Regions from separate parts of the Mus musculus genome. Here region 1 is linked to region 2. A link is a contact called in public Hi-C data. All regions are on one chromosome and are shown on one strand. The core of a region is the stretch at or near the end of the contact, and the rest is flanking DNA. Distances in the headings are between cores, read along the strand shown.

The links. Hi-C and Micro-C count contacts between places; a contact is called where the count stands out from the background.
Region 1: a Hi-C map of bone marrow-derived macrophages shows a contact between it and region 2, with 19 read pairs. The contact joins two enhancer-like sites. A contact is called at or near these places in 1 of 15 datasets of contacts at CTCF or cohesin (the NIH/3T3 cell line), 2 of 484 Hi-C or Micro-C datasets (bone marrow-derived macrophages and uterus), 3 of 115 datasets of contacts at active chromatin or transcription factors (all in embryonic stem cells) and 1 of 9 other capture datasets (embryonic stem cells).

Annotation. Positions count from the first base shown.
Region 1 is chr8:125,697,641-125,704,280 of GRCm38.p6, reverse strand. No RefSeq gene overlaps it. Among named protein-coding and RNA genes, the nearest start is that of Gm39283, 15 kb to the right of the region's middle. Within about 2 kb of position 4,775, at least 15 of the 459 cell types and tissues checked have an H3K27ac peak or open chromatin away from gene starts, as enhancers often do. A contact at or near this core is called in bone marrow-derived macrophages, where this site is marked.
Region 2 is chr8:125,182,613-125,189,605 of GRCm38.p6, reverse strand. The region is part of intron 9 of Disc1 (disrupted in schizophrenia 1); the gene reads right to left. Among named protein-coding and RNA genes, the nearest start is that of Disc1, 130 kb to the right of the region's middle. Within about 2 kb of position 5,010, at least 30 of the 459 cell types and tissues checked have an H3K27ac peak or open chromatin away from gene starts, as enhancers often do. A contact at or near this core is called in bone marrow-derived macrophages, where this site is marked.

The sequences.
Region 1 (6,640 bases), core at 3,526-6,025, 510 kb before region 2:
CTCTCTCTCTTTCTTTCTTTCTTTTTTTTTTCATAACTTTATGAAAGAGGTGCACCTTTAGGTGATCTTTAGCGTGTTTTATGGGGAAAATAAGCCTCATTTTGACACCTCCCAGGTTCCTGATTGAGGATTAGAATTTGGATGTTGTCTCCTTTTTCCTGGGGCGGCAATAATAGATTCGACAGTGACCGGCCAGTGGGTTCTGAGACACAGTTGCTGATGGAACTCTATAACCAAGTGTTCTCCCACTAATAGTCCAGGTTCTTGTCCTGGGACTTAGTGACACTCTCTTTTTCTGGGTCCACTCAAAGCCACAACTGAACCATTGTTGGGCCATGATATCAGTCTGTCCTCCAGACAGCTCTTAGAGAATGCTGAAGTATGATTTTCATTGTTCTCTTTCCAAGCCTTTTGCCTTTGTCTGTGTGTGCATGCATGTTTATGAGTGTATGTATGCATATACGTATGCATGTGTGTGAGTATATGTGTATACGTGTGCATACCTGTGTATGCATGTGTCTGCATGTGTTCATTTGTCTATGTGAGTGCATGCCTATGAGTACATGTGTGTGTATATGTGTGTGCATATGTGTATATGCTTGCATGTGTGGGTGCCTGTGTGAGTACATGTATGTGGGTATCTGTGTGAGTGCATATATGCGCATGTGTGTGTGTGTGTGTGTGTTGCATATGTGCATACCCACAAGAACCCACAGAAAGGTCAGAGGTGAGTTCTACCTTTTTGTTTGTTTGTTTTGAGACAAGATCTCTTACAGGCCTGGAGCTATGCTCTGTTGGCCAGGCTAGCTGGCCCATGAGCTCCCAGGGATCTGCCCACATCCACCTTCTGTCATACCACCATTCGGAGTGCAGATAATCAACACTGCACCCGTGCTTTTACAGGGATCTGGAGAAGCAGACTCACGTCTCCACACTCGTGAGGCGAGCCCAAGCCATCCTTTTAGCTCGTGCATGATTTAATTCTGTCTCCAGCTGAAGTGGCAAATCACACGTTAACCACACGACTCAGGACTGTGCCACACAATAATTCCAATCTATCTTCCATATGGGTATCGTTTCCAAAGCCTCCATCCTCCATCCTCAGAAACAGACCTCGTGTCCAAGAGCAGGAGGACAGGCATGTCATTCACAAAGCATGCTATCAGGGAACTCTCTCCAAGTCATTAACCGTGTGACAGCCCACCCTCCACTTCACAGTTCACTGGCTGTGGGCTTTCATATGGGGTCTGTCACTTACACTACTCCATATTAAAGCTTAATTGAAATTTCATTCCTTTACAGCAAGATGCCAGCTTAACAGATGGCCTCTAATTGTTATGTCCACATATTTTACGTTGGATGCTGTTGGAGTTGATTTCACGCAAATGCTATTTGTTTAAACGCTGGGTCGTTGAAGGCTTTTCTTTCACACTAAAAACCTTATTGTTTAATGGGACTGTAAAATCAGTCATTAAAACTAATCAGTTAAAATTGAAAACAATGACTCCAACAATCCGACAAAAATGGAAAGAACGATTAATGGTTCGAATCTGTTTTCGAGGAGTGTGGGACCATTTGTACAGAAACATCTCGGTGGATATCTAAGAAGAGGAGACACATTAAGAGCCACACGGAGTGAGGAGCATGTGAAATGATCAAACCCACGCCACACCCACAGTCACGCCCCCAAGTTTCAAAGCTTCATTAATTGCTCTAAAATCCCTTCCGTGCTTCCCTTTAGTTCTGAGTGCACAGTCTGGGTCCACAGAACTCAGCATCCTTTGAGGTGAGGTTTCTCACTCTTGAGACTGGAGGGGCTTGCAAGACATCAGAGGCACAGGACACAGAGAGGAATGTCACACCACCCCCACTTCAGATCGCTGGAATATTAAGACGATGGCATTTGATCACTTTGCATTCTGCTGACGTTAGCTGTAGATCCAATATCCAGAGAGTCCATCAAAGGAATTGAGTACCAAGATGGCTTGGCTCTGCTCAGCCCGAATCCCTCCTTATCCCTCCCGGTGACTTAGGTTCCGCTCAACCTTCCCCGAGCCTCCCCAGCGGTTTCAATCACCCAGTGATGTAATTGTTCTTTTTCCCACTTAAGGTCATTCCCAGAAAAGGTTTGAATAGAAGCTGGGGAGATTGCTCTCTGGTAAAGTGTTTGCTGTGTAAGTGTAAAGACCTGAGTTTGGATCCTCGGAACTCACAGGAAAGCCAGGCAGGACCATGTACCACTGCAGGACTGATGAAGCAGGGACAGGATGCAGAGACAGGCAGATCCTGGGTTTTGCAAACTAGCCAAGCAAGGCAAAACTGTGAGCCTCAGATTCAGCGAAAGATCCGGCCTCAACAATAGAAGATACCCATACTGTCCTCTGGCCTTCACAGGCACACAGCCATAATTACACGCCTGCATACACACACTCACACACACTCACACACACACACATTCATGCTCTCACACAATTAACTTCTAAAATAGAAAAATGCTTGCACAGACCCACTCAATTTCATATAGAAATGACTCGAGAATGCAGCTTCCACAGGGCCATTTTCACTTTAGCAGAAGCCCACAGCTTTCGGAGACAAGACTGTGTTATTATGAAGGGTTGGGTATGGCAGGGGATCCTGAAGTCTTTAAAGCTGTTCCATTTCTTGGGCAAAGGACTGGCTCAGTGGGTGGGTAACAGTACTAGCCGCAAAGCTTAGTGGTGGGAAATCAATCCCTGGGACTCACTTCTACAAGTTATCTTCAGACGTGTACACACACACACACACACACACACACACACAAATAACTGCCACCCTGCAATTAACAGTAAAGGAATAAGTTATCTAAAGCAAATAAAATTTTAAAAACTTAAATTAAATTAAAAATAAAATTAAAATGATATAATAAGATAAAAGTATCCTTAGACTTTTCTTAAATAAATAAAAAAATGAACAAAACACCTGGAAAACCGAAGAAGGTGAAGAGACCACAAAAGGTGTAAGAGGGTCTGTACCAGGGTTCTTGGACGAGACAGTCACCAAGTGACCAAAAAGACAGGGGCCAGGCACAGAAAAATTATTTGAAAATGTCAGCCTCTCATAAGAGCTGGGAAGCCTGCTGGGTCACTGCTACTGCAGTCTGTCCACCAGTATGGCTTGAGTGTGCAAGATGCTAGATCAGCCCAGAGATAGGGGAGCGAAGGGGAGAGACCAGGAGGGGAGGGAAGGAAGCAGGGACAGCAGGGGAGGGTGGGGGAGAGAAGAGCTTCATCTATGAATCTACCTTTCCTTCGCCTGCTGCTAAACCTTTTTGGGGAAAGATTCTAAATGTCTACAAGTCTTGCTAATGGCCTTATTTATGAGCCACACTGAGCACGCTCAGTACTCCCTTCGGCCATCTTTGTCTTACAAACTAAACATACCCAGACACTTCCGGCTGGTTAGCTTTCCTTCTTGAACTGAGGGTGCTCAGGAAGGTTCAGAGGACATTCTGCAAGCTCTGGAGTGTGCCCATCTCTAGAGTGCTTTTCCATATGAATAGTGTACGTACTCTCTATTCAGTGAGACTTCTCAGCTCAGGGACAGCCTTATTTAGGAAACGACTCCCATGCTTTCTCTCTTCTGCTGCCCTCAACGACCCCTTTTCCACGGACTTACATCTTGGCTGTATTTCTTTTGGTCTGTACTCTGCCTGAGGCAAGTCCTCTGAGTTGGGTGTGTGTGTCTGCTTATGCAGAGTGGTGAGTTGGGTGTGTGTGTCTGCTTATGCAGAGTGGCTGAGGGAGTCAACCCTAGTGACCCTTTCTCCTTTCTCTGTCCTTGCGGTCGGTCGTAGGCTCTTCCCAAGAGGAAAGACAACCACACTTACTTTAATCATTGATATAGTCCTGGCATTCCACATGAGGCCTGGAGCAGACTCTACACTCAATAAATATTTATAAATAATAGTGAATAGTTTCAGAATTACTAAAGTATTCTAACACAGTCAACTATTTTAAAGAAGGAATAGTCTTTCTTCATTGTTGTCTTTAGGTCTTTTATTTAGAAAATACTTGGGGCCTTTTAAAGCTCTCCATCTCATTGTTAAATTGATTCAGAGACCTAGGGAAGTGAGCCAAATCTATATTGATCAAGATATTATAGATAAAGTCAACAATTCTTAAAATCACATTTCCTGACGACAGAGCCTAAGAAATTTCCTCATAGAACTGACAGCTCTTCATGACAAAGGCAGAGTCCACATTGTTAGCAGGAATCATCCCTGCTTGTTGGTGTGTAAGCTGCTGGGCAGACAATGGGGGAAACTATTCAATGACATGGACACAAATAAATCAGCTGTTTATCCTACACTCAACGTGAGCCAAACCCGGGACTGAGCTGTGGGGATGAGGAGGAGCTGTGGGAATGTGTGACCTTAGAGAACATAAGATGACCACTGAAAGACCTTGCTAGAATAGCATGCTGGGGACTTCCGCTAGAAGGTTGTGACTAACACTCCCTTCCTGCAATGACAAAACAAGCTTTGCAAGAAAGCTCCTACTTTAAGGTAGGTGCAGATAATGACCAAGAATGTTTCAGTTCCCCCTTCTGGTGACTAAGACCTCACCTCACCCATGGCCATTAATATTGCTTAAGGAAGGTCACGAAACAATTGCCAATCCGGAAGGGAGAGGCTAATTACCATTTCTAAAGGGGGGAAATCAAAAAGTCTGCCCTGGCCAACAATGGGCTTAAACCAACTCTTATTGTTATCAAGTCCTACCCTTAAACTATATAAAAAGTGTGTGCTTAGGAGATTGGGGTTGACTCTGCCCAGATTGCAGGACAGTGTGGCATGCCAGATCAATAAATCTCTTGCTTAGTGCATTGATCTCCGTCTCTGTGTTTCTGTGAGTGGGACATCCAGGACATAAGGCTCTTCAGGTCTTACAGAGCCACGGTTGCAGTTCTCCAAACCAGGAAAACCATGCAGCCTCCCAAGTTCAGAAGAGAGAAACTGTTGTATTAGCATCTTATCTAAGTCCAATAAAATCAGAGAGTCAGACTGGATGGAGACCATTGTCCCTCATCACTGATCTTTCCACTGCCTGCTTCAAATGTGTGGCCCATGGAGCTCTGAAGAGAGTCTAAAGAAAGGGTAAACACCCCACTACAAACCCGACTTTTAATGTTATTATTTGAATTTTATGTGCCTTTATCTGTCTACATGTACATCTATGCACCACATGTGTGCCTACTGACCAAGAAAGCCAGGGCAAGGCGGTGAAATCTCTGGAGTTGCAGATAGTTGTGAATCACTTTGTGGTGCTGGGAACCCAGCCCAGGTCCTCTGCAAGAGCAATAAGCACCCTTAGCCTCTGAGCCAGCTCTCCAGCCCCACTCACTGTTTTGAGTTAGTCATTTCTCTTGAACAAATATTCAGGCTGTTACTTTTATTCTAGACTTCGGGGGATGGGGGATGGCATTTCCCTGTTTGGAAAGTAACTTTTATTCACCTTTTTAAATTGTCATTTCAGGGGCTTACTGCCTCTGCTAACTTAGGCCTAGACCTGGAAGCTTTTAGCCTTCATACAATCTTATCTAGGCCCAGAATGCTTTCAACTTCTGAGACTTAATGCTGAATAAGCTCACCCCTTCTAGTTCTTTCTGAACACTGTCTGACTGGTTCAACTCCACTATTCTGGCTCAAACTCCTTGACAAGGTGAGAGATTCAATCTGGCTTCTCTCTTGGCCTCTGACTTTTTGCTCTGCTTGGCCTCAAACTAACTCTGGCAATCTGTTCTAATCTTCTGGCTCCTTCTCATTCTCTAGCTCATTTTGTCTTCACCTGTGTACAGCTTGTTCTCTCTCTGCAATCTGTCTCTCTATAACTGTCCAGGTAAAACTCTTCAAGTAGCTTCCCCCTCCCCCCTCTTGTGAGAGTTGGGATTAGTCTATTTTGTCAAATCTTTCTCTGGTTCATCATTTTGTCTGCCACTCAATTAGATGTCACTTTCAAACATGGGTGCTTCCATCTACAAACTAACTTTACCTTCTTTGTTTGGGATTAAAGATATACAATAAGGGCTGAGTTACACTAAAACTAGAAACAGTTTTTTTTTTTTCAATAAATCACACAATCTTGGGATTCACAGTGTGATCAAATACCCTGCAACACCCATTAATTCTTGTTAATTGGACAGGTTTCCACTCTTCATGCCTCCTTACAGCATGCCCAAAGATTTGCTTTTATGTGTCTTAGCATCAGCAGCTATGGAAGAAGGAGACCCAGCTCCATGCTATTGGCTGTAGCACCCTAACAAGTTCTGCTTAGAGGCCCCTACTGAGGCAGAGTCAAGATTCAACTGCAGGAAAGAATTGCAGGATGAGCCAGTGGGAAGCAGAGTTGGTTGCTTATCAAGAAGGAATTTTGACCTAGAGTTAAGCACAGGCAATAATGGATAGAGCACACCCGAATGTGGACATAGGCTTCTCAAGAATCATTTAAATATCTCACCAATAGTTGCAAAGTCTTTGGGTCATTGGTTGGGTTAACAGTTTCCCACATTGTTCTAGTTATCTTTTGATTGCTGTGATAAGACAATGGCCCAAAAACAATTTAGGAAGTAAAGACTCACACACCCTGATCACATCCATCTCTGA
Region 2 (6,993 bases), core at 3,761-6,260:
GGGAGGGAGGGAGGGAGGGAGGGAGGGAGGAAGGGAGAGGGAGGAAGGGAGAGGGAGGGAAAGGAGGGAGGAAGGGAGGAGGGAGGGAGGGAAGAAGGGGGGAGGGAGGGAAAGGAGGGAGGAAGGGAGGAGGGAGGGAGGGAGGGAAGAAGGGGGGAGGGAGGGAGGGAGGGAGGAAGGGAGGGAGGGAAGGAGAAAACCCTTCCCTTTCCCAGCCTTTTCAGAAGGAGGTGAAACACAAGATTATCTCCACCTAGCTGGAGACCCTGACAACAGACTGAGCCAATCAGCCTGAGGTTTGTAGCTCTCTGTACAGCCACAAAAGGTGGCCACTGAAAGCCACAGTGCCACCAAGGGCTCCTCCTGCCCTTCCCATCACCTGAAGCCTCCTATAGGACTGCTGTCTGTCAGATGAATGCTCCCCACAGGTCGCCCCTGGGTGCTATAGGGAGATGGTAGAACTTTGGGGTTACCCAATGGGTAGTCTTTAGCTCATTGGTGGTGTGCCCTTCAAGGTGACTAGTCTCGTACTGTATCTCCATGTCCTGGCTCACAGAATGAACCTGGTTCTCCTACATGGGTCCACCATGGCGTGCTGGCTATTCCAACACCATGGGCCACTGACCCCATGTGCTTAGGCAGAACATCACAGCAGCTGGATCACCCAGAGCCCAGGCTCTGAGCCCCGTGCCTGCTGATGCTCACCAAGGCATTGTGATGACTTCAGTTAAACCTGTTGACACCACACCGGTACCCTGATCCTCCCTCCAGCTAGAGTTCAGACAAACACCGGTACCCAGCCCCTCACAGCAGCCTGTCACACAGGGTCTTTCCCCTCCCCAGTGTGTCCCCAGGAGCCCTCAGCTGGTTCCCTGCAGATTTCCGTGAGATGCTGCAGTGGGTTCGCTACCCAGCCCGAAGCACGGAATGCCCCTGCCAGGGCTCTCTGGGACTCCTCTCTCTGGGGTCTGTCCTGTGCAGCCTTTGGAAGGCACAGATGCCAGCCAGTCGCTGACTACTGGAATGATCCCTTAACTCCTGAGTCCTTTCTGAATCCACAGGAGATCAAAGGCTGTGCTTGCCCAGATCTCCTTAAATGGTCATTCCACACTGGAGTGCTCCTCAGAACTTGACAGGGAAGACACAGTTTGTGAGATAAGCGTTGGGGTTGGCGCCCCTTCCACAGCCACATATGCAGGGAGTCAAGCCCACCTCATTGGTGTGTGTGTGTGGTGTATATGTGGTGGTGGTGGTGGGGTATATTGTGTGTGGTGTGTATGTGTGGCATGTGTGTGGTATGAATGCCTGTATGTGGTGTATATGGTGTGTGTATGGTGTGTGTGGTGTATATGTGGTGGTGGGGATACTGTGTGGGTGTGTATGTGTGGCATGTATGTGGTATGTGTGGTGTATGTATGTGAGTCAGTGTGGTGTGCATGTGTGTATGGTGTGTGTGTTGTAGTGTGTGTGGTGTGTATGTGTGGTGTGTATATAGCTGTGGGGGGGTGTGGTATATATGTGTGTATAGTGTGTGTATATATGTGTTGTGGTATATGTATGTGGTATGTGTGTGTGGTGTGTGCTGCATTGTGTGTAGTGTGTATGGTGTGTGTGGTGCATGTGGTGTATGTGGTGTGTACCTGTGTGTGGTGTGTGTGGTATGTATGTGTGGTGTGTGTGTGGCTGAGGTATGTGTGTATGGTATATATGTGTATATAGTGTGTGTGTATGTGTGTTGTGGTGTGTGTCTGTGGTGTGTGTGTATAGTGTGTGCCTGTGTGCTGTGTATGTGTGTGTGAGTGAGCACACAAGTGCACAAATGTCTAGATAAAAAGCCAAAGGACAGCCTCAGGAGTCATCCCGCAGACATCATCCGCAGACAGACGCTATCCACAGACAGACACCATCTGCAGACAGACGCCATCCACAGACACCATCCACCTTCTTTTTGAGTCAGAGTATCTTGTTAGCCTGGAACTCAGCCTCTTGACTATAAATCCCTAGAGGTTCCAATGCCTCAGCCTCCCTAGCACTGGGATCACAAGCATGCGCCACCTCTGTCTGTCTGTCTGTCTGTCTGTCCCTTTCTTTCTCCCTCCCTCTCTCCCTCACCCCCCCCCTTCCCTCTCTCCTTTTACACTGGTCTTCATGCTTGCATAGCAAGCACTGAACCGAGAGAGCAACCTCCCAACATCTGGCCATCTCTCTCCACGTGGATCTGTCACCTGAGGAAGAGGCAGAGGCTCCCGAGGTGAGCCACAGCGGGTCATCACGCCAGCAATGGGAAATCACATGCAGGAGATTATCTTACAACGGCAAGGGAAGTATTAAAAGAGAAAGCTCATGTCAAAGCCAATTTATTAAATAATTGCTTATCTTGGGGCGCAGGGAACCTACCTCTGAAACCTGCACTTATCTTGGAGGCAGGCTGCCTCCCCAACAGAAGTCTGTCAGAGGCAGAAGAGGGGGAGGGGAGCGGTTCCATACGGATTTTCTTCTCCTGCCACCCTAAGCATTGTCAAGACCCAGCTCCTGTCGTCTGGGGTGGTTTAAAATAAAACTTTTCTTAAGAACAGATGGAAAGAGGGACACACAGGCAACAGTGGGCAAACAACGGCAGAGTGTCAAACAGTGACGACGGGAAAAGGAACGGAAAACAGACAGCAAACACTGGAGCCTCCTCCGAGACAGCGACCCACCCGGCACAGCCTTTCTGGAATGAAGCCCTTCTCTGTGCACAGTCCCCTCGTTCTGTAGTCGGCTAGGAACTGGAAGTAGGGTCCCGAGATCAAGAGTGATGTGCAGCTGTGTCTGATATCAGAAGAGCTGGGAGTCACAGGAGCTCCCAAGCAAATGAAGAAAAACCACTGCAACAAGAACCCACAGCATGGACACTTAAGATAGAGGTGGTGTGTGTGTGTGTGTCTGTGTCTCTGTGTGTATCTGTGTGTGTATCTCTGTGTGTGTCTGTCTTTCTGTGTATGTCTGTGTGTAAGTTTGTGTGTGTCTCTCTGTATTTGTGTGTGACTGTGTGTCTCTGTGTGTTTGTGTGTGTGTTTGTGTGTATGTGTCTGAGTGTGTCTCTGTGTGTACGTCTCTGTGTGTGTTTGGATATCTGTGTGCATGTCTGTGTGTGTCTGTATGTGGCTCTGTGTGTATGTGTGTGTCTTATGTGTTGTGTGTATTATATATGTATGTCTATGTGTATGGTGTGTCTGTGTGTCTGTATGTGTGGTGTGTCTGTATGTCTGTATGTGTGGTGTGCCTATGTGTGTCTGTGTGTGTGTCCACGTGTCTCTAGGTGTGTATGTGTGTGCGAGTGTGTATGTGTATGGTGTCTGTGTGTGTAATGTACCTCTGTGTGTGTGTGGTGTCTATGTGTGTAATGTGTGTGTGTGGTGTGTGTGTTTAACAATAATGAAAGTCAATGCTGAAGGAGGTAAAATACCTGTATAATTCAATGCACTGAGGGGTCAAGTACAAAAGTAAACATGACAGCGTCTTTCTGAGAGATGGGTACTGATCCTTCTACTAAGAGCACCCGACTTTCCAAGTTGCAATACAACACTGACATCTACAAATATGTTGGGCAATGTTCATAGCCTTCCTGAGCTCACCCATGGGCTAACAGATCAATAACACCTGCTAGACAAAGACACCCCCATGCCTGGGCCAATGGCTACTTCATGAGTCTCTCAGTGAGCGAAGGCTCAGTTGCTATCCACACAGTTACCTGATACATGATCTAAAACAACCAGGGGGTCCCTGGTATCTGCTCAGGAATGCTTAGGGGCCAGATAGCTATGGAACCTATGGTCTTGGGTTACCAGGGTGGCAGGCAAAGGTGTCTATTGAATAGATGCCATTGGGTGACCTAAAACATTTGAGCATTGCTTGCCATCCCCATGACCCCAGATACCACACCACTACACACACACCACACACACACATACACATATCTTCACATACACACTGACAGACATGCACACATACACACATACATATATACACTACACCTTCACACACACACACACACACTGAAACACACATGAACACACACTAAAATACACATGCACACACACACACACACAGAAACATACCATATAACTAAGATAGAAAGGGGTCATCGTTGGTGCCGGCAGTGGAAGGATCTATGAGGAGGGAAGGAGCCCCATGTAGAGGGGGTGGCAGAGGGTCTGGAGTTTAGGAACTCACTTCTCTGCCCATCCTGGAGCTCAGCCAGTGGCACATGGCTGCCTTCAAAACGCTCTACTCCCCACGATGTGTGATGTGTGGCATCTTGAGTTTGAGTCTGTCCCATCTTAATCACAGCCACCTATACAGGGATCTTAGAACTCGGTGGGCCTGGGAGAACCCTCCCTGAAGCCCAGTGACAGACTGTGACAGTGGATTCTGAAGTCTCCTGTTCCCCTTCCAAAGACAGTCTAAGCCATGTTGGCAATGTGAGGGTTAATGGCCACAAAGACAAGTCTTTACTAAGCCACACCCACATTAGGTCACACCCCTACACTAAGCCACACCCACATTAAGCCACACCCCTATTCTCATTGCTGCCTCACCTGGATTCCTACTTCAATAGAAATGATCATCCTCTGGGAGGGCTTAAAAATCTTTGTTCCTAGGGCCAGCAGGATGGCTCACATGCATGTGCCATGTCACATGAACCCCTACATATATACACCCCCCCCCACACACACACACAGGTCAAATAAGTAACTTACTTTCTAAGAAAATCTAACAGCACTGTAGGAGAGGAAAACAGCCAGCCAGTGGGTCACACAACAACAACAACAACCATGAACTGCAGGGCTGAGTGCCTGAGACCCAGCGTCCTCAGCCTTTTACCAGGCTTGGAGATGAATTCCTCCTGCCCCACAGCTCTGCCAGCAGCCTAATTAATTAAAGCAATCAGTTTGGGGTTCCCCGCGGCTGGCACGGGAGCTTTGAGCTTCTCCTTGGTGCCTGGCTCATGCCTCTATTATTACCTTTTAAACGCAGCTCCAACCACTCACTGTACAGAGTCCTCTGTACAGGGAACCTCAAAGGCATCGACCCAAGTCTGTGCCGAACAGGAGCCGCAAAGGCATCTTCGTCAATCTTTCTTTAAATCTTCACTTCCTGCCACAAGGACAGGTCAATTGACGACCAACTAGACAAGTGGAAAAGCAATGTAAGGTTCTGAAAGAGGGTTTAAATAAAATATCCCTTGTCATCAAGCCTGTTAAGAAGATAGATGTCTCAAGGCAGGTGCGCAGAGGGTACAGGACCCGGCACAACCGCTCAGAGCCAAGAGCCAGGATGGAGAGGATGCTCAAAAGGCATGCAGCTGTGCTGATGTATCTGTTACTTTATTCTGTGTTTTACAAGAGAAAGATTGAGTCTCTCAAGGTGACAGACGAGCTCCCAGAATGCCCCTCTCTTGGAGTTTCTCTGTGACTGGCTCCCAGCAGCAGCGAGAGCCTCGGCTGGTGAGCTTCACCACAGCGCCCTCTTGTGGCCATAGTCCGGGTGGCGCTGCTCCTGATCCCTTCCTGAGAGTTCACTCCTGGCTCTAATTACAACTTATTTACAACCCTTCTCACTCCTGGTTTTAATCACAACTTAGTTACAATCCTTCACCCGGGTTACAAGGGGAGTCCAGTCCGTGCAGAGCACGGTAGCTCGGGTAGAGTTGTGTTTTCTTCCCTTTTTTTTTTCTTTGTAGTTTCCTACCATCCTTCTTCCTGCCTCTTCTTCTAAGATCTGGCTGAGAAGCCAGCAGCCAGGTCAGACTTCCCATCCTCTAAGATGGCATCTCCCTCCAGTGGCCCACATCTTGAGAAGATCCTGTATATAACTTCGGGACAAAGGGACCACTGGCCCAGAGCTGCCCCTCACCCGTAGAGGTTCTGTGCACTGTTTGTAAAAGAGAGACTGGATCACAAGGGGAGGTGCCTGAGGAACGCAGAGCTGTGAGGAGGAAGCAGAAATTCAGTGTGTGTGGCCTGCAGGGCTAGGCAGGCATGCCAAGCTGTGTACTGCTATGCCAACACAAGTATATATTAGGTGAAAAGATAACTTTCTCTTGAAAGATTCATCATCCTTAGTAGTATTACTCTTTTAAGACATCCCAGTGCTCACTGGACTAAAGATTCTTGGTCTGGGCAGTGGTGGTGTACACCTTTGATCCCAGCACTCAGGAGGCAGGGAATCTCTGTGAGTTTGAGTCCAGCCTGACCTACGTAACAAGCTCTAGGACAGTCAAGACTACGGAGAAAGACCCTGCCTCAAAAGGAAGTTATAACCGGACAAAGACTTGATCGACCCCCTTCTGTGTGAGTCTCTGGGATCTTTTCGCTCTGTCAGCTTCCCTTACACGGTGATAGAGACACAAGCCAGTGTGGAGACGGTAACTGGCCTGTATGCTCAGGGTGCTCAGGGGTCTTTCCAGACATGAAGACTGAGAGTAGTAAATATGCTTCAGAGGCAGACAAGGAGTGTCACACAGACTCAGTTCTGGGAAAGCTTACTGGGCACATACACAGAATGTTACTCAGGCATTCCCTCCGGGCTGGAGAGCCAGCCCAGCAGAGAAGAGCACCTACTGCTCTTGCAGAAGACATGAGTTCTGTTCTCAGTATCCGGATCAGGAAGCTCACAACCACCTATAATTCTAGCTCCAGGGTTTCTGATGCCCCCTTCTGGCTTCCATGATACCTGAACTCACGTGCTGGAGAACTCATTCATTCTCTCTCTCTCTCTCTCTCTCTCTCTCTCTCTCTCTCACACACACACACACACACACACACACTCTTAAACTTAAGATAAATCTTTTTTAAATTTCCTCTTACAAGGAGCAGGGAAACTCGTGAAACCTACAGGACTCCCAGGCTCCTTCTCAAGGCTGTATCATCAACCAACAACTGCCCACTAGAGGAGACTCATCAGTCTATGAGGAACTGCAGAAGTGCAGCTTCTGAGAGTCCTCGCCCA